Linked DNA regions of Oncorhynchus mykiss: region 1 is linked to region 2. A link is a contact called in public Hi-C data. All regions are on one chromosome and are shown on one strand. The core of a region is the stretch at or near the end of the contact, and the rest is flanking DNA. Distances in the headings are between cores, read along the strand shown. Region 1 holds the start of btg3 (B-cell translocation gene 3). Region 2 has its middle 6.7 kb from the start of LOC118937881.

Region 1 (5,145 bases), core at 1,231-3,730, 65 kb before region 2:
GCCTATGCTACATACATTTTAAATGTCCCCTTCAAACCAATGCCTGTAGCTATATTACCTTAGAACAGACATTAAACAAACAAATAGAACAATGGTAATTAAAACCACTTATCTTTAAACAATGTATTAAATGTCTAACGTTATAGCTTGCCATTAGGTGCAGCTGTGGAAACTACTTTCAGAAACAATGCTGCTGAATCATGGTGCTAGTTCATTAGTCAGCAGATCTTGGCTGGCTTTGATGGAAAAAATGTACTGTTCTGTATCCAGAAATTCACAGTGGTAGAGTTTGCAAGCTAACTAGCTAGCCAAATGTTTGCAAACAGACTACTCAATGCTAGTTAGCTCACTATTTTAGCCAAGTTGGCTAACATCAGTGTGCACAAAAATCATTCAACACTCAATATCCCAGATCAACAGCCTTGAACGAGGCATAGATAAAGTGCTATAGTTACCTAGAAATGTAGTAATACTACAGCTTCAGTTCACATAGTTTTATTAGCTAACTAGCTAGCTGGTAAACTCTAGCCTGCTAACGTTAGCTAGTAGGCTAGCTAGCTCTTTCCATTATTCAAATGTAGCTAACAGAAGTCATTCACATTTGAAACGTTTCTTTGCCGGTTAGTCTGGTTGTGCTGTTGCTGCTAAAGCTCTGGAGGTTGTTGCAAAGAAAAAGTCTCAATGTAGAACTGATGCCAGCCCGGGCTGCAGCTTTAGGTCTTTCCCCCTTCATGTAGCTCTTCGGGGCAGATTCACCCATGCTCACAATGTCAACATCTTTGATGCATTTTTTTACACCTTGCATGATGTGGGTTGGTTGGGTCCGGCAAAACCCATTCATAAAACATCAATATCCTGCCAAGCAGGATTTAACCTACATTTGTCCGGCATTTTAGCTGTCGATGTGACGTTTTGGCGGCGCCTCATCAGTCAGTTCTGTACCTGCCTGGTTGAGTGGCAGTGTGAGTGGTATGAGCACTCACCTGGCAACCTGAGCACAAATCACGTGAGCTAAAAAAAAAAATATTTAACTTCTGGAAATTAATTCTTAAGACCAATACATGTAATATTATTTATATTAACATATTTTAAGATTTCCTGCTCATTTTTATTCAAGTACCAACTTGAGAAAATGTCTGATTTTCAAGGTATTCCAGTCCTTGAATTTCAGAGTACTTCGAGCACCTTGTGCGAACCCTGAGACTGCCAATCTCCCAAAGTGTACACTCCCTCCAGCCAATGCTTTTAAGACTGACCTGCAGCACACCTCCCCTGGATCCACCCACAGGGTGAGTTCTCTGGGCAGGCCAAGGTCCTTGTACTGAACCCCACTCTCCTGGCAGGCCCGCAGCAGCTCTGGATCCTCCCTCTGCAACCTGTTCACCCGAATACACCTGCAAAGTAGTAGAGTATGCAATAGACCTTCAATAACTCCAATCATTCATATCGCTGCATATCCAAAATATACCCTAATTCTTCATAGGGCATGATGCCCTAGACTAGAGGTTGATAAAGCTACTGATATGGTAATCAAGATAGGGGGAGCAAGGCCACAGACCGGCATCTGATTCATAGTCAGTTACCTGAAGGCCTGTCCTTTGCTGGGGTTGTCAGGATACCAATGCCCCCTGAACTTCTCCTGCAGGGCAACAGTCAACCGCTCCACAAACAAGTCCACTTTCTGGGTATCCAACCTTTCCACCTTCTTGATCAGTCTTTTCAGGAAAAACACCACTGCTGCAATCTCTTTCTTCATCATGTTTCACTGATGTGCTGTAACGATGGTCGAACTTCTGGAAATATGAGGAATAGTAGCACAAATTGACTAGAAACAGTAAACTCACAAACAAGTTAAAAGCCTAGAAACAGCAGTTTCATCCATCAATTAATCTCCAAAATACATGAACTATGTAGCAAGCAAAGCCTACCTAGCAACGCAAAACAATCCGACAAGAATTCGTTGAATAGTAAATATTCAGCTAATTTAGTGGGTTAACCATTGCTGAATCCAAACGACATTCCAGTCTGGCGGGACATTTTCCAGAAAGGCGCGCTGTGATGCATTATTTCCGTTTAGCCATGTGACTGCCAATCAATCATTCATAGCTGGCTAACTCAGTGTTCGCCAACAACAAAACCCAGACAAAAACGTAAAAACTATATACATAACCGATGTTTATATTAATTGCAGATGTTTGTGACAAAACTTTTCAAGTGAAGTATCCTTAACGTCATCCCAGCTAGCTACTGTAGCTCAAGAGAAACAGTTTTTAAAAAAACATGCTATTAATAATACATTCTTCGGGCAACTAGCTAAGTAAACTTTGTAAACTACACATCAAAACATGTTATTTGATTATCCAAAATAACAATTAAAAGGCCATCATATTACCGTAATTGCTGTTCATCACCATATGGAAAACTGTTGCCAGTTTAGCTCATGAAAGTCTGAACCTCCGCATGAGAGCATAACCTGCCCCAGGAAGCGGTGCGCGCGTTTTCTGGACTAGCCCTTACGTCACGGTCGTCACTAGTTATTACAGTCACAGAGTCATAATTGTGGCTAAACCCCGCCTATTTCTACAATGTCTCTTTTTATTATGATTTACAAACCAGACTGCAACCAAACTGATAACATTATGCCTAACCTTGACCTTAAATTAAGACAAAAAAGCACGTTTTTGTTTTAATGAATTGTTACGATATAGCCTATTTTGTGGTAACTAGTGACGGTTTGACGTCATCCCCATTGAGCAACGGGACTAAAATGGCTGACTTGAAATCATCCTTCAGCTACAAAATAAAGTTAAAGAATGTAAATGGGGATGTAATAATGTTGTTTGAAACTATGAAAAAGCGTACTATATTTTAACTGCTCCAAAATTACACTGCGCTTCCTTATTAGTACACGTCCTATACGAAGCAAAATACAACTGCAAAGGTGAAATACATTTTTTTTTAAATATCCACAGGGGGGTGGTCAACCTTCATCTAAATCGGCCTGTATGTATCAAATCAGAGTGGGTAGAACCCTTGTAGAAGACTGTACTTAGTTTGGATTATGAGTTATCAAAAAAGGTTTAGAGGGCTCCAGGTCCTCGAGACCATATATTGAGTGTCTCGGTTTCGGACACATTTGTACTCGGGCTTGACTCGATCTCGGGACATTCAGGACTCGTAATTTCTTCCCAAGACCAGCCGAGTAAAAAACTCATAATTAATTCAGTTCAATTCAAGGGGCTTTATTGGCATGGGAAACATGTGTTAACATTGCCAAAGCAAGTGAGGTAGATAATATACAAAAGTGAAATAAACAATCAAAATTCACGGTAAACATTACACATACAGAAGTTTCAAAACAATAAACACATTACAAATGTTATATATATATATATATATATATATATATATATATATATATATATATATATATATATATATATATATACAGTGTTTTAACAATGTACAAATGGTTAAAGTACACAAGGGAAAATAAATAAGAATAAATATGGGTTGTATTTACAATGGTGTTTGTTCTTCACTGGTTGCCCTTTTCTTGTGGCAACAGGTCACAAATATTGCTGCTGTGATGGCACACTGTGGAATTTCACCCAGTAGATATGGAAGTTTATCAAAATTGGATTTGTTTTTGAATTCTTTGTGGATCTGTGTAATCTGAGGGAAATATGTCTCTCTAATATGGTCATACATTGGGCAGGAGGTTAGGAAGTGCAGCTCAGTTTCCACCTCATTTTGTGGGCAGTGAGCACATCTTCTCTTGAGAGCCATGTCTGCCTAAGGCGACCTTTCTCAATAGCAAGGCTATGCTCACTGAGTCTGTACATAGTCAAAGCTTTCCTTAAGTTTGGGTCAGTCACAGTGGTCAGGTATTCTGCCACTGTGTACTCTCTGTTTAAGGCCAAATAGCATTCTAGTTTGCTCTGTTTTTTTGTTAATTCTTTCCAATATGTCAAGTAATTCTCTTTTTCTTTTCTCATGATTTGGTTGGGTCTAATTGTGCTGTTGTCCTGGGGCTCTGTGGGGTGTGTTTGTGTTTGTGAACAGAGCCCTAGGACCAGCTTGCTTAGGGGATTCTTCTCCAGGTTCATCTCTCTGTAGGTGATGGCTTTGTTATGGAAGGTTTGGGAATCGTTTCCTTTTAGGTGGTTATAGAATTTAACGGCTCTTTTCTGGATTTTGATAATTAGTGGGTATCGGCCTAATTCTGCTCTGCATGCATTATTTGGTGTTCTACGTTGTACACGGAGGATATTTTTGCAGAATTCTGCATGCAGAGTCTCAATTTGGTGTCTTGGTTGGTGAGCGGACTCCAGACCTCAAAACCATAAAGGGCAATGGGCTCTATGACTGATTCAAGTATTTTTAGCCAGATCCTAATTGGTATGTTGAAATTTATGTTCCTTTTGGTGGCATAGAATGTCGTTCTTGCCTTGTCTCTCAGATCGTTCACAGCTTTGTGGAAGTTACCTGTGGCGCTGATGTTTAGGCCAAGGTATGTATAGTTTTTTGTGTGCTCTAGGGCAACAGTGTCTAGATGGAATTTGTATTTGTGGTCCTGGCGACTGGACCTTTTTTGGAACACCATTATTTTGGTCTTACTGAGATTTACCGTCAGGGCCCAGGTCTGTGCAGAAGATGTGCAGAAGATCTAGGTGCTGCTGTAGGCCCTCCTTGGTTGGTGACAGAAGCACGAGATCATCAGCAAACAGTAGGCATCCCTGTCTCACCCCACGACCCTGTGTGAAGAAATATGTGTGTTTTTTGCCAGTTTTAACCGCACACTTGTTGTTTGTGTACATGGATTTTATAATGTCATGTGTTTTACCCCCAACACCACTTTCCATCAATTTGTATAGCAGACCCTCATGCCAAATTGAGTCGAAGGCTTTTTTGAAATCAACAAAGCATGAGAAGACTTTGCCTTTGTTTTGGTTTGTTTGGTTGTCAATTACAGTGTGTAGGGTGAATACACGGTCTGTTGTACGGTAATTTGGTAAAAAGCCAATTTGACATTTGCTCAGTACATTGTTTTCATTGAGGAAATGTACGAGTCTGCTGTTAATGATAATGCAGAGGATTTTCCCAAGGTTACTGTTGATGCATATTCCACGGTAGTTATTGGGG
Region 2 (5,602 bases), core at 1,416-3,915:
GAATATGTGATAAATTGTCATACCTGTCCATAAGAGTTGACAAGACAGCACACACATCTGGGACACGGCTACAGGTTATTTGAGGGTGAGAAAGAGAAGCTTTGTGTGTAAACAAAATCTCACCGAACCTCTCCAAATATCTCCATTAACCACCCTACAAAGATCTGCATTTACATTCAACTTGAATCCAGCCACAAAGTCACAATTATGGCTAAACCTGCCCATTTCTACAATTTATCTTATTCAATTTTGAAACCTAACCCTAACTTAAACCCTAACCTTAACCACACTGCTAACATTATGCTTAACCCAAACCTTAAATTAAGTCCAAAATGGCATGTCATGGCAAAAATATGTAGAATTGTAGGAAATTAGCTTTAACACTTAAAATGTGTCTCTCCACTGTTAAGAGGTCCACTGAAATGTTTTTTTCCCGTGAGACAAATCCCGCTTAGGACCGGGACTGAGAAGCAGTATATAAATGAGGCCTTTGTCCTATTATGGAGTGGTGCTGTGAATTTATGATCCCTTGACAAGCAGCGAGTGATTATGTCTCTCTGGCCTCCTCTGTTAGGCCTCCCTACTACACCCTGCCGTTTGTGATCTCTGCTCATCCTGACCATGAAGCCATGACAATATTTATGACCTACTACTCCCCATCAGGGTTATTATGGCCCCATTGGAAACTGACCATTGAGTGTTTTCCCCATTGCCACACAGCAGTTGCAGTGTCATTCATCAACCACCATGAGTTGGCCCATATAAAGGGAATTACTTCAGGAGGGTATTTCTAAACAGTCCTCATTTTACAAATTTGCTCAAGTCTAATACCAAAACACATGGACTTGTATATGCAGAGATCCACTGCTGCTCAATGATTATATGGCAGCAACATATCTTGAAAGAGGCTTAATTACTAATTAGTCCACAGATATGTGTTTTTCAGGTATAAAATGTCCTTAATCCAACATCTTTGTCCTCTAAAACAACGTATGTTGATTCAGTGCAGCCTGCTTCTGTATCTATTTCAGTGCAATTTAACAATGGTCGTTAATATGTAACATGTACCACCAGCCTGTTCTAGTGTTTCGTCTCTTGCCAGCATCATGGACACAACACACAGCACCTCCAATTTGGCACCAGAATAAAGAGCTGTTTTTGTCTGAATGATTCTGCTTTATCAAACCAGAAACATGCCTTCCCCATTTCAAGTCAGACAAATCTGATTTGTGTTGAATTGATTGTTCAGTAGCCATCACCTTTAGCTTTATTATAGGGACTAAAACAAACAAACAGCTGTAGCTTCAGTAGAAGGCTGTAATTGAGGAGCTTGTGAACCATAACAAATGTACCACTATGCTAATATTCTCTTTGTCCTCTAAAAATCTACACCACAATTAACACACGTGTAAACATGATGGACAACACATCATAAAGACAGGGTAACAGAGCCACCTCCTGGCCAGACAAAGTGCTACAGGTACACAACCTGAACAAAGTCTCATGACCTCCAGCAGGTGGGGTGGGTGAACATTTTGGTTCTCTGCACTTTAGGGGGTGAAAAATTAAGAACAAATATTTATTTAATCATGTAACCAGCTCCCAAAATGGATCTCATTCACTATGAAGAAGCACTTGGATTGGAAGAGGATGAACAACTCAAATGACTTATGCAGGCATGCACTGAATGTGGGCATACAACTACAGAGGCAAATGTACTATTTTAATCTGTGAATAATGTTGAACAAAATGAACAGATTGAAAATAGGCACATCAATAATAAGATACACAGTAACATAGTTATCTATATTACCTAGACACAACAGAAATAATATCCATTAAACTGTTTGCTTTCCAATTCACTGGACATGATCCTGGTCATGCCTGTGATAACACCCACTAACCAGCCGTCTTCTCTCTCTGCCTCTCGACTCAGTCAATGAGTAACTTTCCAAGAGTTCAACACTGTGCTTTTAGCGTCTACGTATCCAGCCATTAATCTATATGAAATCATCATGTCTGCCTCAGTGCACCAACATCTTAACCCCGGGGCGATCTCTTGTCTACAGGTTGCTGCTTGTTCACAACTTCAGAGACACCAGCTCAGATCTGGTTAGACAAGCTCTGTCAGGTTACAAAAAAAGAAAGCAAAACAGTCCTCAGATTTCAGTGAACATGTGAATTTTTTTAGCTCTATGGTGTAATATGTTAGGCTACTGTTAAATGACCACTGTTTCAGATAGTCCCCTTCTCTAATCTGTCTTTCAATTTGGTATGTTTTATTTTTTTAAACGGGTCAGTCTATTTGGCTAATGCTACAGTTGTGTGACTGACTACTGACTAGAGTGTCTGATAAGATGACAAATAGTCTACTGGCTTGCGTAATTTCAACCTTTAGACTCTTGCCTTGTTGCCTTGTTTGAAACAACTGGGAATTTGGAACTGGGAAAAAATGATCTCCAACTGGGTAAAAACAATTTGAATGATCATCCAACTCAGAATTCTAACTCGGGAACTCATTCCTCTTTCTAGAGCTCCGACATTTTCCGACAGCAAGGTCACTGACATCACGATTTGACCTCGTATTTTTCCGACTTCCCAGTTGTTTTGAACGCAGCATAAGTCTCCTGTCATTGAGGTGACTCCATTCGTCACAAAAAGTCCCTGTTGTAGCATCCAGGTGAGCACAACCTGTACCAGTGTATTTCAGGGTAGGGATCGCTTTACTTTTGAGACAGACCCCAACAGAAAAAGGCCGGGCTAGTCAGATGACCACACAGAGAAAGTAAACAATAACGTCTTGTTTCCAATGAAATACAGTTGGGGGTTATTCACTTTCAGATGCAATCACCTCAGGAATGTATCTGTTGTACAAACAAAATAGGCAACCATTAGAGATGATATTGTAATGACCTAAATAGATCATGATTAAATGAATGTCCAGGACATAGGATCAAGCTCTCTGCGAAATACAGAGCAAAGTGATAAACGTGTCCTAATCACCACACAACAAAATAACATCAGAACACAAGCACATAACTGTCCAAGCAGGTCGCTACAATATTATTAATTGGGTGCATTTGTAAATTCTACGATTTCAGAGCATTCTAGACTGTGTGCCAGAGTGCAGATTAACTGAGGAATTTGCAAACGCGTAACAGCCGTTGAATATGACCTGCATCAGTAAAATGTCAGCAAAAAAAACAATTTAATTGTTGCTAACACATTCTGAACACACTGCTGCATTGCATGACTGAGCGTTGCAAAATAAATGTACACATACATGTTAACGAGACTGTGTAGCCAGACGCTAAAATATAACTATTTTTGAAGCTTAATGCACTGCAAGTCCCGCCGCTCCCATCTCCTCATTGGTTTTTAGAAGCATACAACCACATGGTTGATTGAACACAAAGCTTTTACTATCTCATCCTGGAATATACAAGGTCAGAGGTCACCTGTCTTTGGCCTAAACAGCAGGAACCCAGACTTCCTCACATAAATTGGAAATACAGACATTGTCATCCTACAAGAAACATGGCACAGAGGAGACAGACCCACCGGTTGCCCTCTAGGTTACAGAGAGCTAGTAGTCCCATCCACCATACTACCAGGTGTGAAAAAAGGGAAGAGACTCTGGGGGTATGCTAATTTGATATAGAGCAGACCTAACCCTCTCTATTAAATTAGTCAAAACAGGAACATTTTACATGAGAGAAAAATGTCCTTGTGTGCGCTACATATCTCTCCCTCCAATAGAATCCCCATACTTTAACGATGACAGCTTCTCCATCCTAGGCCCAGGGACATGTACTCGTCTGTGGCAACCTAAATGCCAGAACTGGACAAAAACCTGATGCTCTCAGCAAACAGGGGGACAAACACCTACCTGGAGGTGACAGCATTCTGTCCCAAATATGCCCCCCAAGACACAACCAACAAAAACAGGTCACAACTCCTGCAGCTCAGTCACATGCTGGGTCTGTACGTAGCCAAAGGTAGGCTTCGAGGGGACTTACAGTAGGTACACCTATAGCTCATCCTTTGGCAGCACTACTGTAGATTACTTTATCACTGACCTCAACCCAGAGTCTCTCAGTGTTCACAGTCAGCCCACTGACACTCCTATCAGATCACAGCAAAATCACAGTCTACTTGAACAGAGCAATATTCAATCATGAGGCATCAAAGCCAAAGGAAATGCATAATGTTAAGAAATGCTATAGATGGAAGGAAAGTAGTGTAGAAACCCACAAAAAAATGAGGCAACAACAAATCCTGTCCTTTTTATACAACTTCCTGGACAAAATGTTTCACTGTAATAGCGAAGGTAGAAACTTGGCAGTAGAAAACCTAAACAGTATAAACAGAAAACAGGTTTTAAGACATTTTTACAAAACTGAAATACCTTATTTTCCAAATGCACTGTATTTGACCTCTCAGCTTCCCAATCAAATTAAAACGTTTCAAGCAGACAACCTAAGAAAATTAACAACAATGACAAATGGTTTGATGAAGAATGCAAAGATCTAAGAAAGAAACTGAGAAACCTATACAACCAAGAACATAGAGACCCAGAATACCAATACAGAAATAAATATAAGGTACAGCATATCAGAAATCAGCTCAATGGAACTGAAGAATCCATAGAATCTAACCACTTCTAGGAAAATGGGGACACACTAAACCAACAACAACACAAAGATTTGTGTCTGGAAATGTATGGATATACTACTTCTCCAATCTTTTTGGCTCTATAACAAAGAACAAAGAACAAACAGCAAAAACATATACAGTACCAGTCAAAAGTTTGGCCACACCTACTCATTCAAGGGTTTTTCTTTATTTTTACTATTTTCTACATTGTAGAATGTGAAGACATCAAAACTATGAAATAACACATATGGAATCCTGTAGTAACCAAAAAAGCGTTAACCTCTTGAAACTAGGGGGCACTATTTTTATTTTTGGAAAAATAACGTTCCCAAAGTAAACGGCCTATTTCTCAGGACCAGATGCTAGAATATGCATATAATTGGCAGCTTAGGATAGAAAACTGTCAAAATATTGTCTGTGAGTACAACATAACTGATATTGCAGGCAAAACCCTGAAACCAATCAGGAAGTGCCTCTTATTTTGAAACCGTTGTGTTTCTATGCATCCCTATTGGCCATTGAAAGGGATATCAACCAGATTCCTTTTTCTACGTATTCCCTAAGGTGTCTACAGCCATTAGACGTAGTTTCACGCCTTTATGCTGAAGAATGAGCGTAAACGACTACATTGCGTAAGTGGCCAGCTGAGGGCTCTGAGTGATTATTGCGTAAAAGACAGAGGTAGTCATTTTTCCTTTCGCTCCTTCTGAAAAGCCAATTGTCCCGGTTGATAAATTATCGAATAGATATTTGAAAAACACCTTGAGGATTGATTCTAAAAAACATTTGCCATGTTTCTGTCGATATTATGGATATCATTTTGATTTTTTTTCGCCGTTGTCGTGACCGCTATTCCCGGTGGATTTCTCAACATAACGTGACCAACAAACGGAGGTATTTTGGGTATAAAAATAATCTTTATGGAACAAAAGGAACATTTGCTGTC

What was found. Hi-C and Micro-C count contacts between places; a contact is called where the count stands out from the background.
Region 1: a Hi-C map of liver shows a contact between it and region 2, with 2.6 times the contacts expected there. A contact is called at or near these places in 2 of 3 Hi-C or Micro-C datasets (blood and liver).

What each region holds. Positions count from the first base shown.
Region 1 is chr12:32,544,253-32,549,397 of USDA_OmykA_1.1, reverse strand. It overlaps btg3 (B-cell translocation gene 3), which reads right to left and starts at 2,480. Exons shown (of 5, transcript NM_001165080.1): 1 at 2,393-2,480; 2 at 1,584-1,793; 3 at 1,257-1,394. The coding sequence starts at 1,759.
Region 2 is chr12:32,479,059-32,484,660 of USDA_OmykA_1.1, reverse strand. No RefSeq gene overlaps it. Among protein-coding and RNA genes, the nearest start is that of LOC118937881, 6.7 kb to the right of the region's middle.